2 separate regions of the Danio rerio genome follow, and region 2 is linked to region 1. Evidence: chromatin contacts called from public Hi-C data. All regions are on one chromosome and are shown on one strand. The core of a region is the stretch at or near the end of the contact, and the rest is flanking DNA. Distances in the headings are between cores, read along the strand shown. Region 1 overlaps LOC100148950 (formin). Region 2 holds the start of grem1b (gremlin 1b).

What was found. A called contact is a pair of places that touch in the nucleus more often than the background predicts.
Region 2: a Hi-C map of embryo shows a contact between it and region 1, with 3 times the contacts expected there. The contact joins the promoter of grem1b here to the enhancer-like site in region 1. A contact is called at or near these places in 4 of 18 Hi-C or Micro-C datasets (caudal fin, embryo, hematopoietic stem cells and 1 more) and 1 of 4 datasets of contacts at active chromatin or transcription factors (caudal fin).

What each region holds. Positions count from the first base shown.
Region 1 is chr17:1,239,949-1,243,558 of GRCz12tu, forward strand. It overlaps LOC100148950 (formin), which reads left to right. Exons shown (of 22, transcript XR_012393130.1): 5 at 1,945-2,062; 6 at 2,142-2,203. Among named protein-coding and RNA genes, the nearest start is that of grem1b, 110 kb to the right of the region's middle. Within about 2 kb of position 2,238, at least 7 of the 62 cell types and tissues checked have an H3K27ac peak or open chromatin away from gene starts, as enhancers often do.
Region 2 is chr17:1,349,493-1,353,032 of GRCz12tu, forward strand. It overlaps grem1b (gremlin 1b), which reads right to left and starts at 1,684. Exons shown (of 2, transcript XM_021467246.3): 1 at 1,563-1,684. The coding sequence starts at 1,629. LOC141378487 (a long non-coding RNA gene) reads left to right here and starts at 2,998. Exons shown (of 3, transcript XR_012393145.1): 1 at 2,998-3,210.

The sequences.
Region 1 (3,610 bases), core at 988-3,487:
GTGGGTGGAGTCAAGACGAGAGAGGAAAATGACAACAGCCAATCAGAGTTAGAATATCTGCATATTAGGTTTACGCTCATTCATTGTGTTTTAAAGACTAAGGCTGTTTCTCAATTCCAAGAACGCAGAGAACGGACTTGCGTTATTCTGGAGAGCGGTCCTGCCAGGTGTCCTCGGAAGAACGAACTCAGGAGACGGCGAGGGCAGAGAACGCGTCCGTTGAGAAATGAGATTGCTGCGTTCTTCCTGATGCTCACATGACCTTCACTCGTTTTAAATGGAAATTATTTAAGCATTACAGCACTCATACAACGATTTATTGTTTTCCCCTTTTGAAATATAAACTCTGCATAAAAACATCATAAATATACCCTGCACAATATAAATAAAACAGATTTTAATATGAATTTCAGCAAACAAACACCCTTAATGTGTTTATTCCTTTATTAAGATGTTCATGGTAATGTTTATATTCAGCGTTTCATTTAGGGAAACTCCTGAGGTAAATAAGTTACATCTCTAAACTTTAATAATAAACCTAAATACAATGCTGCGCTTCCCACCTCCAGTCGCAATGACTTCTGGGACTTCCCGAGCGAGTTCGGTGCTTAAGTCTGCATCCATGCGTCCTCGATATCAAGATCGAAGTTTCACACGTTCTTCGTACTTGCAGTCTTGAGTATTGGAACTGAACTTAGGCAGCTGATGATGACGTTACACGAGGACGCAAGACTGCTGAAGAACGCATATTGAGAAACAGCCTAAATGTTTGACAGTTTTTTAGTCTGAATTGGAATTAATTGGATGCGAAAAATGTCTTTTACCTCTTTATTTTAATATCATTAAATAAATGAATCATTTAGCTAATTAAAAATTGTATTTTTCTTGGGAAATGGTATATTGTGAGAAATATTATCGCAATATTCAACTGCAATATCACAGATTTCTCCAGTATCGTGCAGCTCTACTTTCCACTAAAGAATATAAGATCACCGAGGTCCATACTTCAGTAAATTTCTCATGAGCAAAAGTAAATATGTCAATGAAAGCTTGATGAAAATGCAAACATGCCTGACTCTTACTCTTAGGCTGAGTGAGTGAGCTCGTAATGGCAAAAGTGGCGCGTTAATAAGATAATCATTAAACAAGGAAGCACAATAATCTTTATCTGTATCAGAACTGCAGTATAATAACCTTTGTATAAAACTGAAAACAGGCACCTATTTTACCCCTTTTACAAGATGTAAGATTGGGGTTGGGCCGATAGACGATGCCATCATCCATCGGCAATGGCCAATAGACAGCACAATGCTGAGCCAGCATCGCCGATCCTCCGCCCCGACCCGTCGCAAACCCGCTCATGAAAAATACACACACTTTTAGAACGAAAATGATCCACATCCACACCGTGTTTTACCTAGCATTTCTGAACAGCCCTCCTGTCTGCTGAAAACACACATCACATGACCACACACACACACAGCCTCACACACCCATCCACACACTGTCATGCGCTCCTCTGAGCTCCAGAGAGCAGTGCACGTGGGACAGTTGATGAAGGATGTACTGCTGGATCGCGTCCCACTATAGTTGTTAAACGTGATATTCAGACATCCCAAGTCTTCCGGGAGTCTCTATGCATTTGCGGGACTCATAATGCCCGCGAACGAGTGATAATCTCCCGGAAACAGCGCGTCTCCCTCCCGGTCCTCACATAAGTCGCGCATCCTTCTCACCCCTGGATCCCTCCTCGCTCTTCACATGATGAGAAATGCAAATGAGCTGCTTTTCCCCACCCACCGTTCCCAAGTAGTTACTGTCCAGCACTGGTTATACAGTAGTTATGAAGTGCTAAATGCAGCTCATAACTAATGCAACTGTGGGATTTATTTATTCTCCTCTGGTTAACCTCTGCACATGCTCTGTCTGTGTGTTTGCACTCAGTCTGAAGTCACGTCTCCATCCGATGGCGAAGACCGAACGCCTGGACGTCTGCAGGCTGTCTGGCCTCCACCTAAAGAGGCCGCCGAGGAGAAGGTGGGACTGCGTTACACTGAAGCAGGTGAGATGATTTACTTATTACTGCTTATTATTATTGTATTTTATTTTACAATTTAGTGTATTGCTTTGTGTTTTGTCAGAGCATCAGGCCGCGCTCCTTCAGCTGAAGAGAGAGAGTAAAGAGGAGCTGGAGAAACTGCAGGTGAGTGGAAGAGCTGCAGTACTGACAGGAAACACTAGAGGTCATGAGAGACGCTATAATGAGTGTTCATACACTTGTGTTTTAGCTGCACTTCTGCACTGTAAAACATCTGTTAATGAACACTTTCTGTTTTTTGTGATTCCCAAGTGTTTATTTTGGGTTGTGAATTGCATTATGGGATGTTGATCTCTGCTCTGTTTACTTCTGTTGTTGTAAATTCAACTCTACAGTTTAATAAAGTGACATTTATTGACATTTTAGTAGTTTGTATTAATATAGTGTATAAGAAATAATATGTAGAGAAATAAGTGTGTGAAATAACAGAACATGCTGCAGTTTATTACTAGGTTTCTGTAGCGTAATGTACAACACCAACACAGAAAAATTAAGCACTGCAGACTATTACACACGAGCAGGAAAGACACTTTTACACACTTTACAAGGTTAAAAGTTGAAAGAAAGAAAGCTCAGGATCCCATAATGCAATTCAGAACCAGAAATAAACAGGGGGGGATAAAAACATGAATCATAAAATACGGAAAACTGCTAATTTACAGATATTATTTACAGTGTGACAGAAAACACTAGAGGTCATGAGAGACTCTATAATGCTGTTGTTCATACACTCGTGCTTCAGCAACATAATCAGAGGTTTAATAATGGTGGTGACATGTAGATGAACACGTATCCTTGTTTTAGTTAAATATAATAACATTGGCATTCAAACCATAAGGACTAACTTATATTGTTCAAAGTAAAATAATAATAAAAAAAATATATATATATAAACATACACTTACCGGCCATTTTATTAGGTACACCTGTCCAACTGCTTGTTAATGCAAATTTCTAATCAGCCAATCACATGACAGCAGCTCACTGCATTTAGGCATGTAGACATGATCAAGAGGATCTGCTGCAGTTCAGAGTGAGCATCAGAATGGGGAAGAAAGGGGATTTAAGAGACTTTGACCATCGTGGCATGGTTGTTGCTGCCAGACGGGCTGCTCTGAGTATTTCAGAAACTGCTGATCTACTGGGATTTTCACGCACAACCATCTCTAGGGTTTACAGAGAATGCTCCGACAAAGAGGAAATATCCAGTGAGCGGCAGTTCTGTGGGCGCAAATGCCTTGTTGATGCCAGAGGTCAGAGGAGAATGGCCAGACTGGTTCCAGCTGATAGAAAGGCGACAGTAACTCAAATAAGCACTCGTTACAACCGAGCTCTGCAGAAGAGCATCTCTGAACACACAACACGTCCAACCTTGAGGCGGATGGGCTACAGCAGCAGAAGACCATATATTTTTATATATATATATATATATATATATATATATATATATATATATATATATATATATATATATATAAAATAAAAGAATAAAATTATATCAGGAGGAAAAAT
Region 2 (3,540 bases), core at 434-2,933, 110 kb after region 1:
TTTGCACTCAGTGTTGTTTTAACCCAGCATTGGGTCAAATATGGACAAGCACAATTATTTGTTTAAAATATGTAATTAAATTGTATTTGAAAACAACTTACCTATTGCTGGGTTTGACTCTATTTGATTGATCTATTTGATTTGATTAAATAACTCAGCGTTTTGAAAATGAAAATGTTCATGCACTTTTATTTTCCATCTTAATGTTTTGATTGGACAAACTTTACATTGGGTTAATATGGTCAATTCTTTTTAAAATAAATTTTTTAACTCATTGGTTGTTTTTTGTCCATCTTTGACCCAACATAAATCCACTTTTAGAGTGAACTATTGGGTTCAAATTTGTTATTCAAAGTTAATTAAAAAAACTAATCTCATGCTGGGTTTGTCCATATTTGACCCAGCATTGGGTTAAAATAACTCAGCATTTTAGTCTATATTTTTGAAAATGTCAAAGACTTCATGCACTTCATTTTTTATTTTCCATTTTAATGTTTTGACAGTTATTAAACAAACTTCAATCAGCAAAAACTATTACTAATATGCATAAACTCAAGTTTAAAAACAATTGGACTAACCTACATTGGGTTAATTTTGTCACTTAAATTTAAAATGATATTTTCCAAACCAATGGTTGTTTTTAGTCTATCTTTGACCCAATATAAATGCACTTTTAGAGTCAACTATTGTGTTAAAATTTCTAATTCAGAATTAATTGAAAAAATAACACTGTGTTTTTTACTATATTTGACCCAGCTTTGGTTTAAAATAACTCAGCATTATTTGGAGTGTACATGTTCTAAAATGTCAAGGATTTATTGCACTCCGTTTCCATTTTAATGTTTAGACTGATATAAAAATTAAACAACATATAATTCAATTCATCTGTATTTCTCCAGCGATTCCACGGTGTAGATTGTGTCAAAGCAGCTGAACACAGAAGTTCTAGTAAACTGAAACTTTGTCCAGTTTTTAGAGTTCAGTTTAGTTCAGTTCAGTGTGGTTTAATATTCACTACTGAGAGTCCAAACACTGAAGAGCAAATCCATCCATGCACAGCTCCACAAGTCCCAAACCAAGCATGCCAGTAAAACAATTATTAATATGCATATATTAGTCTAAAAAACAGGTTTTTGTAGCCCAACATTAGGTCAAATATAGACAAAACCACTGGTTCATTTTATCAGTTTAATTTAAAATGTCATTTTTTAATAAAATAGTTGTTTTTTGGTCCATCTTTGACCTAACATTGGGCTATATCCCCTTCTAAAGAGAACTTTCAGAGTATAGTTAGTTTTTAAGAGCCATGATGGATCTAGTATGATCGTAAGATCTTGAGTTATATCGTTAGTAACTTAAATAACTAATTTTAAATGAAATAAATTAAATATACAGTTGTATTTTTTGTCATTTGTACAGCTGGTCAGCAGGTCATGAGTTCGATCCCCATTTGTCTGCATTATACAGTGAGTGCAAAGTAAGTCCCTTTAGATAAAAGCATTGAACAAATTTATAAATACAGATGTAAACCTGCAGTGAAGACCACAGTAAAGATCTCTCACCTGTCAGCGTGGATGAGCTTCTGCTGGTGGAGATCTTGGAGAAGAAACGATCTGTGAAGCGTCCCATAGACCATAGACAGACAGACACACACACACACACTGACGCTCTGCTGTTTAAATGTGCATTACATCTCTGCACGCTCACACCAGACACAATGCTGGAGGATCAGAGCTGTCCGCCCCCTCACACACACACACACTGAGAGGAGGCTCCGTCAGTCTGTGCATCACACACTTCATCATTCTACTGTCATTCATAACAGGAACATATATAAAAAACATGCATGTTGATCATAAAGTTGTTTATGATGGATTTATGCTTTTTGGCATTTTCAACTGTATGCAGATGTGTGAATATATGTGTCAGTGGCATGTCCCAGATAATAAAACAAGAAAAATATATAGCCTATAATGTAAAACAGAAGTTTCAGGCTCAATTAATGTTATGTTTGTTTTGATTTTGTGTGTGCTTATATTTAAATGGGCTGTTTATATTTATAAACTTTTTCTTTTCAGTTTAGTCCCTTTTTTAAGCTGGGGTCGCCACTGCGGAATGAACCGCCAACTTATCCGGCATATGTTTTACGCAGCGGATGCCCTTCCAGCTGCAACCCATCACTGGGAAACACTCATACACTCAAATTTACACACATACACTACGGACAAATTTATAGCGTACCCAATTCCCCTTTAGTGCATGTGTTTGGACTGTGGGGGAAACTGGAGCACCTCGAGGAAACCCACGCATATACGGGGAGAACATGCAAACTCCACACAAAAATGACAACTGACTCAGCCGAGGTTCAAACCAGCGACCTTCTTGCTGTGAGGCAACAGCACTACGTACTGTGCCACCATGTTGCCAGGCTGTTATGATTTTCTACACAATCTTATGATTTTAAAAGACAGTTTAAGCAAATAAAATGAACATTCCCTTTATTTTTTACTCATTCTCATGTGGTTTTAAACTAGAGATTCTGTCTATTGTTGAACACAAATGAAGATATAAAGAATGCTGGAAATATGTGGCCATTTACATTCATAGTATTTAAAAGAAAATACCAATGATTTCCAACATTCTTCAGAATATCTTCTTTTGTGTTCAATAGAATAAACTGGAAAATGAATACATTATGTCAGAATTGTCTTTTTTAAGGGGTGTACTTTAAATATATAGCTATTATTTAAATATTGTTCAGTTATAAGTTCAGGTTTAAAGAAAAATTGTATATTAAAACTATTAAAAAACACCACACGGGGGTGGTTTGAACATTATGAGTAGTCTTTATTCCTTTTTCTAAAATCTAAATGGCACCTTTATTTATAATTGAATGTAATTGAAGATAGTTTTGAAACTTGTTATGTCGAGTTATGATAAATATTATTTTGCTCCCAAACATTTGCACAATTAGTCACGTGACACACGAGAACCAATAGAGGTCAAGTTGCAGTTGAAAAACGGCGCCCATTTTAAACTGAAGAAGGTTTGAATGTAACGGCTAAAACGGTTTCATACAAAACTATAATTTCACACAATAGCGCGCCAAGCGTCACATATTAACATTTTTACGATAACTGATGTTGTTTTTGGTCAAAATCGTCGGAAAACGAGCGACTGGGATGTTTTTCGCTTACAGAACAGCATGAGGTGAGTAAACAATGACAGAATCGGACTGTTTTTCCGTATAATCGAAAGAAAGAGCGAAGCTGCAATTGATTTATTTCGCCATAGCGCACTTTCTAACAACACATCTGCTCTTGTTTGATTGATTCAGAGCCATTAATTCAGTTCATAATTGTTTAGAGTTTGAGTGTTACGTCAGTTTATTCTCAGCATGTGTTTTTCATTCATCCTCTTTTCTGTCTACAAAACAACCGACCGCAAATATGAACGCATTGTCATTTATAAAACACTGCAGCTCTGGGTTTTGCTCATATAATTACACGATTCATGAGGAAAAGCTACGCTTAAAACCAA